2 separate regions of the Arachis hypogaea genome follow, and region 2 is linked to region 1. The links are chromatin contacts, called in public Hi-C maps. All regions are on one chromosome and are shown on one strand. The core of a region is the stretch at or near the end of the contact, and the rest is flanking DNA. Distances in the headings are between cores, read along the strand shown.

What was found. Hi-C and Micro-C count contacts between places; a contact is called where the count stands out from the background.
Region 2: a Hi-C map of leaf shows a contact between it and region 1, with 3 times the contacts expected there. The contact joins the promoter of LOC112776437 here to the enhancer-like site in region 1. A contact is called at or near these places in 4 of 8 Hi-C or Micro-C datasets (leaf and an unstated tissue).

What each region holds. Positions count from the first base shown.
Region 1 is chr19:143,668,431-143,672,333 of arahy.Tifrunner.gnm2.J5K5, reverse strand. No RefSeq gene overlaps it. Among protein-coding and RNA genes, the nearest start is that of LOC112779862, 11 kb to the right of the region's middle. Within about 2 kb of position 1,998, at least 1 of the 3 cell types and tissues checked has open chromatin away from gene starts, as enhancers often do.
Region 2 is chr19:143,715,914-143,719,816 of arahy.Tifrunner.gnm2.J5K5, reverse strand. LOC112776437 (peptidyl-prolyl cis-trans isomerase CYP21-4) reads right to left here and starts at 1,854. Exons shown (of 8, transcript XM_025820599.3): 1 at 1,633-1,854; 2 at 954-1,137; 3 at 431-470; 4 at 175-225; 5 at 1-39. The coding sequence starts at 1,105.

The DNA of each region.
Region 1 (3,903 bases), core at 749-3,248:
TTATTTATTATTAAATATATTAAATAAAACTAAAAATAATAAATATTGACCATTTTTAACTAATAGTTTTTTGTTTTCTAACTATTTTCAATTTTTTTTTATAATAAACAATAAGTGACTTTTTATTTTAGATTTAGATCTTTTAAATTTTAAATTTTATCTTAAAAGATAAAATATAATTCTTCACCATTTATTTATAAATAGAACCAAAAAAAATATAAAAAATAAAATATTCAAAAATAAGAGATCAAAGTAAAATATCCAAATCCTTTTATTTTACCTCAAAACCCTGTTCTTCCTATAACCCTCATTTTCTGTCTTCCAAAGTAACAACTCCAACTAACAGCGTCTTCTTCTCCCCCTCCCAATGTTGCTACCACCATCATTGTCACCATTATACCGTTGCCTCATCTCTCCCCTTCATACGTCACCATCACTATCGCTTGCTTACTTTTTATTTTTGCTACTACATTTTTTCAAATGGTGACGACAGATCTGCTTCTGTCTTTGTCGCACCCTTCTTTCTTCACCGTCGTCTTTCTCTTCCTTCTCCCTTTTTGCATCGCCTTTCTTGTCTCAGTCGCCACCTCTTTTTCGTGTCTTGCATCCTTCCATTATTCGCCCTTCCCTTTTGCCTTAACAATCCGATCCGTTCTTTCAAGTTATGTGTTTAGAGGTATCTTTTTTTTATGCATTTGATTAATTCTGTTGTTGTTGCTCATGTTGGTGTTGGTAGTGAGGTATGGTGATTTTAGATCACAGTAACATTTAGAGGTGGAGGCCAGTGATGGGTCATGGTTGATGGCAATTCCGGCAGTTGGGGTTAAGGACGATGGCAGTGACTGTGAACAGTCGTGGTTGTTGGAATAAAATTAAAGTTAGACAATTAGATGGAACTCAGTTTCAGTCAAATTAATGTGAAATTTAGTCAAATTGTTTTTTTTTTTATAATTAGTCAAATTATTTAATAATTTTTAATTATCAATTTTATTTGAATTAAAAAAAATTAAATTATATTTTTTATTATTAAAATTTGTTAAAAAAATTTAAAATATTTTTAAATTTTATTTTAGTTTAATTTTATTTTAAAAATTTTTAATTTATATCAAATATACTCTCATAACTAAATTTTTAAAATAATTAAAATTAATTCAATAATATATGACAATAGTTTAGTGTACTTGTGTTTATAGTTATTTTTATAAAATTATTATTAAATTAATTTTAAATTTTTTTAAAAATTATAAAATATATTTGATATAAATAAAAAATTTTAATAAATTTTAAAGGCAAAATATATTTTACTCAAAAAAACCAACTAACTGAAAAAATTAACAAATAAAAATAAAACAAAAAATTTTTTCAAGCGGTAAAAAAATAAAATTTAATAAATTAAAGAATCGAAAATATTTGAAACAAAAGTTTTATACTATGGTTTTTTTTTTTTGTATTAAGTTTTATACTATAGAAAAGTTATCAGGTATATTGAAAATATTGATGTTTCAATTGTTTTAATCGTTAATTTTAATTAATATATATTATATATATTGTTTATAATTCAGATTAACAGTTAAAATAACTAGAACACTAATATTTTTGATATACCTAAAACTTTTCCTATACTATGTTAAATAATCATTTTCTGACGATAGAATTGGATGGCTACAGTTTAGCTTGAGAAAAAAAAATATTTGGTTTTTTAAAATTATTTTTGGTTAAGACTTAAGTGACAGATAACTATATGAATCCAGAGCAGAGAACAAATAGGAGGATGACAAAAGGTGCATGTGGACAGTGGATTAACTATTACCGGGCCAACGTAAACTCAAAGTCATATGGGCCAACCTGCACCCAACCCAATCCACCTTTATTAGCATGCATCTACCTTTTTAGTTTTTGATGTGATGTGATTCAACATGCATTCATTTATAGTTGCATACATTATCAAATCCATATCAAATTAACTAACTTCGAAAGCAACACTAGAAAATCATGTTAACTTGCTCTATGCTTCATTTGATCTTTTCCTTGCTTACGGTTACCCATGTGATTTATAAGATTAATTTTGATACACTCACAGTTAAAATATTTTACATAGTTATATAATTATATTTATTTTATTAAATGATTATTTATACGATTAATATAAAATATAGTTATTTTTATTAATATAGCATTATGTAATTAAATGCATGTATAAAATTATTTTATATTTATAGTATATCAAAATTAAATTAGTAATTTATACTACCTCAAATTATTTTTTTAAATTCAGTAACAACAATCTAACAACAGACATTAATTAAATACATAATTTATTTAAAGTGGATAGAAAATAGAATAAAAAGCTAGTTAAAACAGTTTTTTTTAGATCAGTTCGTGAATTCTCTTTCTACCACTTAACGACGATGGTGATGATAAACTTGAATGGACCTAGAACAAGAGGAAGTAGTACGATGTGACATCAAAATATTGGGTGATTTGTGATTTTTTCATGTGCAAGTTGAGCAACAGTGATGACGAATTCAACGTTCTGGAAATCAATTTGAGGTTAAAATTACCATCCAAAGTAAAAAATTTTCTTTAGAGAACAACCCGTAAAAAATTATCTATACTCAATTTGATCAACTAGAGATTCTCAGATACTTTAATAATGTACCCAAGATGTAGAAATGACAACAAAACAGTTCTTCACGTCTTAGTGTAATGCGGTCTCGTTATTGAAATTTGGTATTTTTCTTCTTTTGTGAATGTTATAGTATAAAATATAGAATTTATGACAAATAGTAAGTAGAGGCATTGGAAGAGGACAATCTTTTATAACCCTTTTTGTATTTTTGTATGGGGCATTGTGAAAGATAAAAAATTTTGGAAGTATTTAAAGGTGAGAAGTTGCGAAAACAGTAATTATGAAAATAACAAAAAAATTTCACCAAAAAATGACTCAAGTTGTAGAGTATTTATTTTTTTTTTAAATTCTCAATCTCTTCTGTTCGATTTCCTTTTGTTATATTTGGTATTTATTAAAATAAAAAATCTTTTTTTTTGTTTTGTTTCTATAATGGATAATGTATTTTTTTTTACAAAATAATATAATTACAAATCTTTAGAGAAAAAAAATTACCCTTTGTTTTTGTTGTTCTTTTGAATTTAAGGCCTCCATAGATAGACTGATAATGATAGTGCATAATACATGAGAAGGGATACAAGTAAATCTTAAACATTAAGAGGTAACTACCAAATCGGTACCCGAAAGATTCTGGCGCTGACAAAATGGTACCTGACTTTTGTTATTGACAAAATAGTCCCTAAAAGATTTTAAAATTTGACAAGCGTGTCCCCGAGCTCGCCGGAACAAATTTCCGGCAAGCACAATGCTGACATGGCCACCGTATTTTGGTGACCTGGCAAGCCACCTCCCAAACCCTAATTCCTCCTTCCCCAACGCAGACTCCCTTTCCTCTTCCTCCCCATCGCAGCCCACCTCCTACCCAACGCAACCCCCTCCTCCTCCCTCCCATTGCAACCTCCTTTTCTCTTTCTCCCCATCGCAGCCCCCTAACGCACACTCTCCCTTCCCTTTTCCCTTTCCTCTTCCTCCCCGTTGCAGCCCACCCTCTACCCAACGCAACCCCCTCCCCCTCCCTTCCATCGCAACCCCCTTTTCTCTTCCTCCCCATCACAGCCCCCTAACGCACACTCTCCCTTCCCTTTTCCTCTCCATCGCAGCCCCCTTCCCTCTTCCTCTCATCGCAAATCATATAAAGACACATATAGAAAAAGAAGAAAAAAATTCAGTTACAAACCCCTCAAATTTCTTTTCTTTTGATCATACATCCAGATTCACAATGACCAACACATTCACAATAACCGCAAAAAACAGCAGAGGAAGAGAAGGATATC
Region 2 (3,903 bases), core at 605-3,104, 48 kb before region 1:
CAGTTCTACTATTATTGAGCCTTTAGAGGTATCTAAAACCTATAATCACAAAGAAAACGGAGGCCAAGTTATGAGATAACAGTTTCATATGGGAATTTCAATTAACTAAAAAATAGTTCCAAAAAAAAAAAAACAAATAAAAGGAATTACTGCAGCTAGGTGAACAAAACTTACAGCATATCCAGGTATCTCGGATTTCTTCGAGTCTGCATACGAAGTTTCATGCTGCCAACAGGTAGTTTAAATTAGAAACAATGATTCTATCCATAAAAGCAAAAGGTATTAACATTCTCAATGGGAAAACCCAAATACAATAATGTATGCATTCAAATGAAATGAACATACAGTTGGCAAGATTATCAGGTAACAAGCAAATATAAAAGGAATGAAATTCTGAAAACGCCTCCCAATGATGCATTTAAGGATGTACCTCTGAAACTGCCAATTGATTCTGTGATCGAAATCTTGACCTGAATGACAGTAATATTGAATTGTTAGGTAAAAGATGATGCTCATCGTCCCTGAGAAATGACTTATCTAAAATCTTATTACCAAAGCTTATTCCATTTAAACTCGTCTTCTTAAGAAAGAAAATCACTTCAAAATGATTGATGGAAAGTGGAAAGCACCTATTAAACTTCAAAACTGCCTAAGACAGACAGCATAGACTAGAGTGACATCAGAATTAAGCTAAAGGTTCAATCACCAAAAGATATGTAGAGGGTTCAATCACGACATTGGTGAAATGAATCCTCTAGCAACAAAGTAAGATTTTCAGACATCCCACTATCTCATAACAGAAGCATTTAAACATCATCAGTCACAAGACTGATGCAAAACTAGATCTCAACTTCGCTATGTATCAACTTTTAACAAATACATATGACATAGCAGTCCCCACACCACCCTATGAACCTGTCTTCAGAGATAGAAACAGAAATTCTTCTACTAACCTGTTAGACCAATATCTATACGTAGCGAAGAGGAAAAACCCAATCAAGGCAAGAATCAACATGTAAAACACAATAGTGGTGGCACTTATGCGAGAAGGCCCCTTCTTCCTTTTGCTTTGTTGCAGAAGAGCCTGAGGCTTGATCCTTGCCATTTTTAACTTACTCTTCAGTTTTCCAAAGGTGCCTTGAATTTCCAGTTAAGACAATAAAATTAAGGATCAGAAACACAAAATCCAATCAAAATAAATCGAAAACCAGGATGAATATGATTACAACAACAAAGAATCGAAGTCAACTCATTCAACATCTACAGTTAACTTGAACAACAGAACTAAACAGCAATCAAACCAAACTCCATGACTTAAAGTTTGAATATTTTCAACATCTATGAAGTCCTCGAGGTTTAACCTCTTTGCATAACAATAATTTTCCTCTAAATCGAATAGAGATTAAGATCCAACATGCTAATAGACTAACGCAGAGACAGTTGCAACCACTATGATTTGAGCAAAATAAATAAATAAATTATTGAAAAAAGGGAGAAAATACAAAGAAAATAAGCATGAACCTGTTAATTATTAGACCCTAAATATGCCATATCATGGATTTTGGAAAATTACAAGCTTAATTACGAAAAAAAAAATAAGAAATGAAGTAAAATAAATAAAAAAGGAGGAACCTGAGAGAGTGAGGAATAGGGTCAGGCACTGAGGGGATCGAAGAGAAGGAAGGAAAGAAACGACGTCGGATTGAACGTGAGTCTCTGTGTGTGAGTTGGTTGTGCTTCGAATCAAAGATGAAAACGCGAACGGGAGAGAGGAAAACTTTGCTAAGAGACTTGGAAGATTTTCCAGCGTTGTCGTGTTCTTTTTTTATTTTTTTTTTAAATTTATTATATATTACTATTTTTACAACCATAACGTGTTATATATCTTTCTCATTATAATTGAAATCAAATTTTTTTAATATTAAAAAATTCTCTCTACTTCTCTTTTATTTTTTCTATTTCTCTCATTTATTCACTCACTTTATTTCTCTTATATATTATTATCAATAACTAATTAAAAATTTTCCAATCAAAATATACCTAATATAATTTAAATAAAAAATATTATTATTTGTATATTTTTTATTTAATTTTAAAATTTTACTGTTTATCTTTTTAATTTATATTTTTATTTTTTTAAATATTTATTACATATAATTTAAAAAAATACTAATATTGTGATTAAAAATTAAAAATAAAATTCAATTATTTTAAAAAAATAAATTTGAGTTAATTTTATAATTATTAATATAAATTTTTTTATATTAATATATAATTATATTTTTATATATAGAAAAAAAATTATTATTTTTAAATTCTTTCATATAAAAATAATAACTAAAAAATTTATTATTTATTATTTTTTTATTTACAGAAATTCTGATTTTTTAGTCAACGAAAATTTTTGTCCTGTACAATATTTTTATAAAAGTAGTTTAATATTATAAATTTTGTGTCATAATAATCTATAATATTAAAATTGATATAATTTTTAAAAATTTATATTCTCGTAATATTATTATAGATAAAAATACTAGTATAATAATAAAGACATGAGAATTCTAAAGATTAATTTTATTGTATGATAACATGTACTTTCAAAAATCTGTTAAGGTCAAATTGTTTACCTAATTTTTTTAATTATTCTTGGAAAAAATGTAATGTATTCGTTCTTCCAATTTTAGTTATTTTATTTCTAGTAAATTCTTCTTTAGCTTAAAAGTACATAATTTTTTTAATATGATGATAAGATTGATGTAATACCGATAAATAGTGATAAAATTGTGTAATATACTAATGCACAGATACGAGAACTAGTTTTATATTAGGATTATTCTCTACATACAAGTCATTTACACATATAAGTCCATACAAGTCATTTATATTGTATTGTTTAAAAATTTTTTATATATGTGTATTGATAAGTTCTATATAATTCAAAACTCTTCATTTTTTTTCTTGTATTAAAAAGTAGATTTTATTAAATTAGGATTAACTTGTATAAACTTGTATGTCAAAAAGACTTGTATGTGTAGCATGTCTCTTTATATTAATAGAAATTGTTAATTGTGTTTTATTTGTTCCTTTTTATACTGCATGAAATTGTTAAAATTTCTCTGTAAATTCGTATTACACTAACAATTTGCTTTTTGAAAAAAATTATATTTTTGTCCTCTGTAAAATCGTGAGTCATAATTTTTTTTGCAAGATCGATTTTAGTTTCACTTAACTACCCTTGTATTAACGTATCTAATCAAAATAACCCAGTATTAACGTAAATTATACTTCTTTATCCAATATTAAAAAAATTAGTAAATCTTTCTCTTGTCTATATTATATTTAAAAAAACAATAAAAAAAGTTTGAGTACAATTTTTTTTTAATATTTTTTATCGTATTGAATTCATAACTTTTTATTTTAGTAAAATACATTTTTTGATTTGAGATGTTACCTTAGAGAGTGAAGATGATCGGCTTAGAATGCAAACTACTTGAAACTTAAATAATGCACAAAAAAATGGTTAGGAGCAGTTAAAAGAGACTTCGAGATAAAAGTCAGCAGGTGTATGAATAAAGTGTATGTAATTTGAATTGAAAATATTATCAGAGAGGATTTTTTCTAAGTAAAATGGAATTGTCCTCCTGTAAATACAGAGTTATTTAGGGGTGTTTACAGCTTGAGTTAGTTCGAATTTAAAAGAACATGATAATCGAACTGATTAAATTTTAATTGGTTCGGATTTATGATTTTTAGTGAGTGAACCTGAACTAATCTAAACCGATTAACTCCGGATTGAATCGGTTCAAGTAATTGGGTATCCGATTGAAAATAAAATTCAAAAAACCTTGAAAAAATATAAAAAAAAAATCATCTAAATATTATAAATATGTAATTGATCTCGTT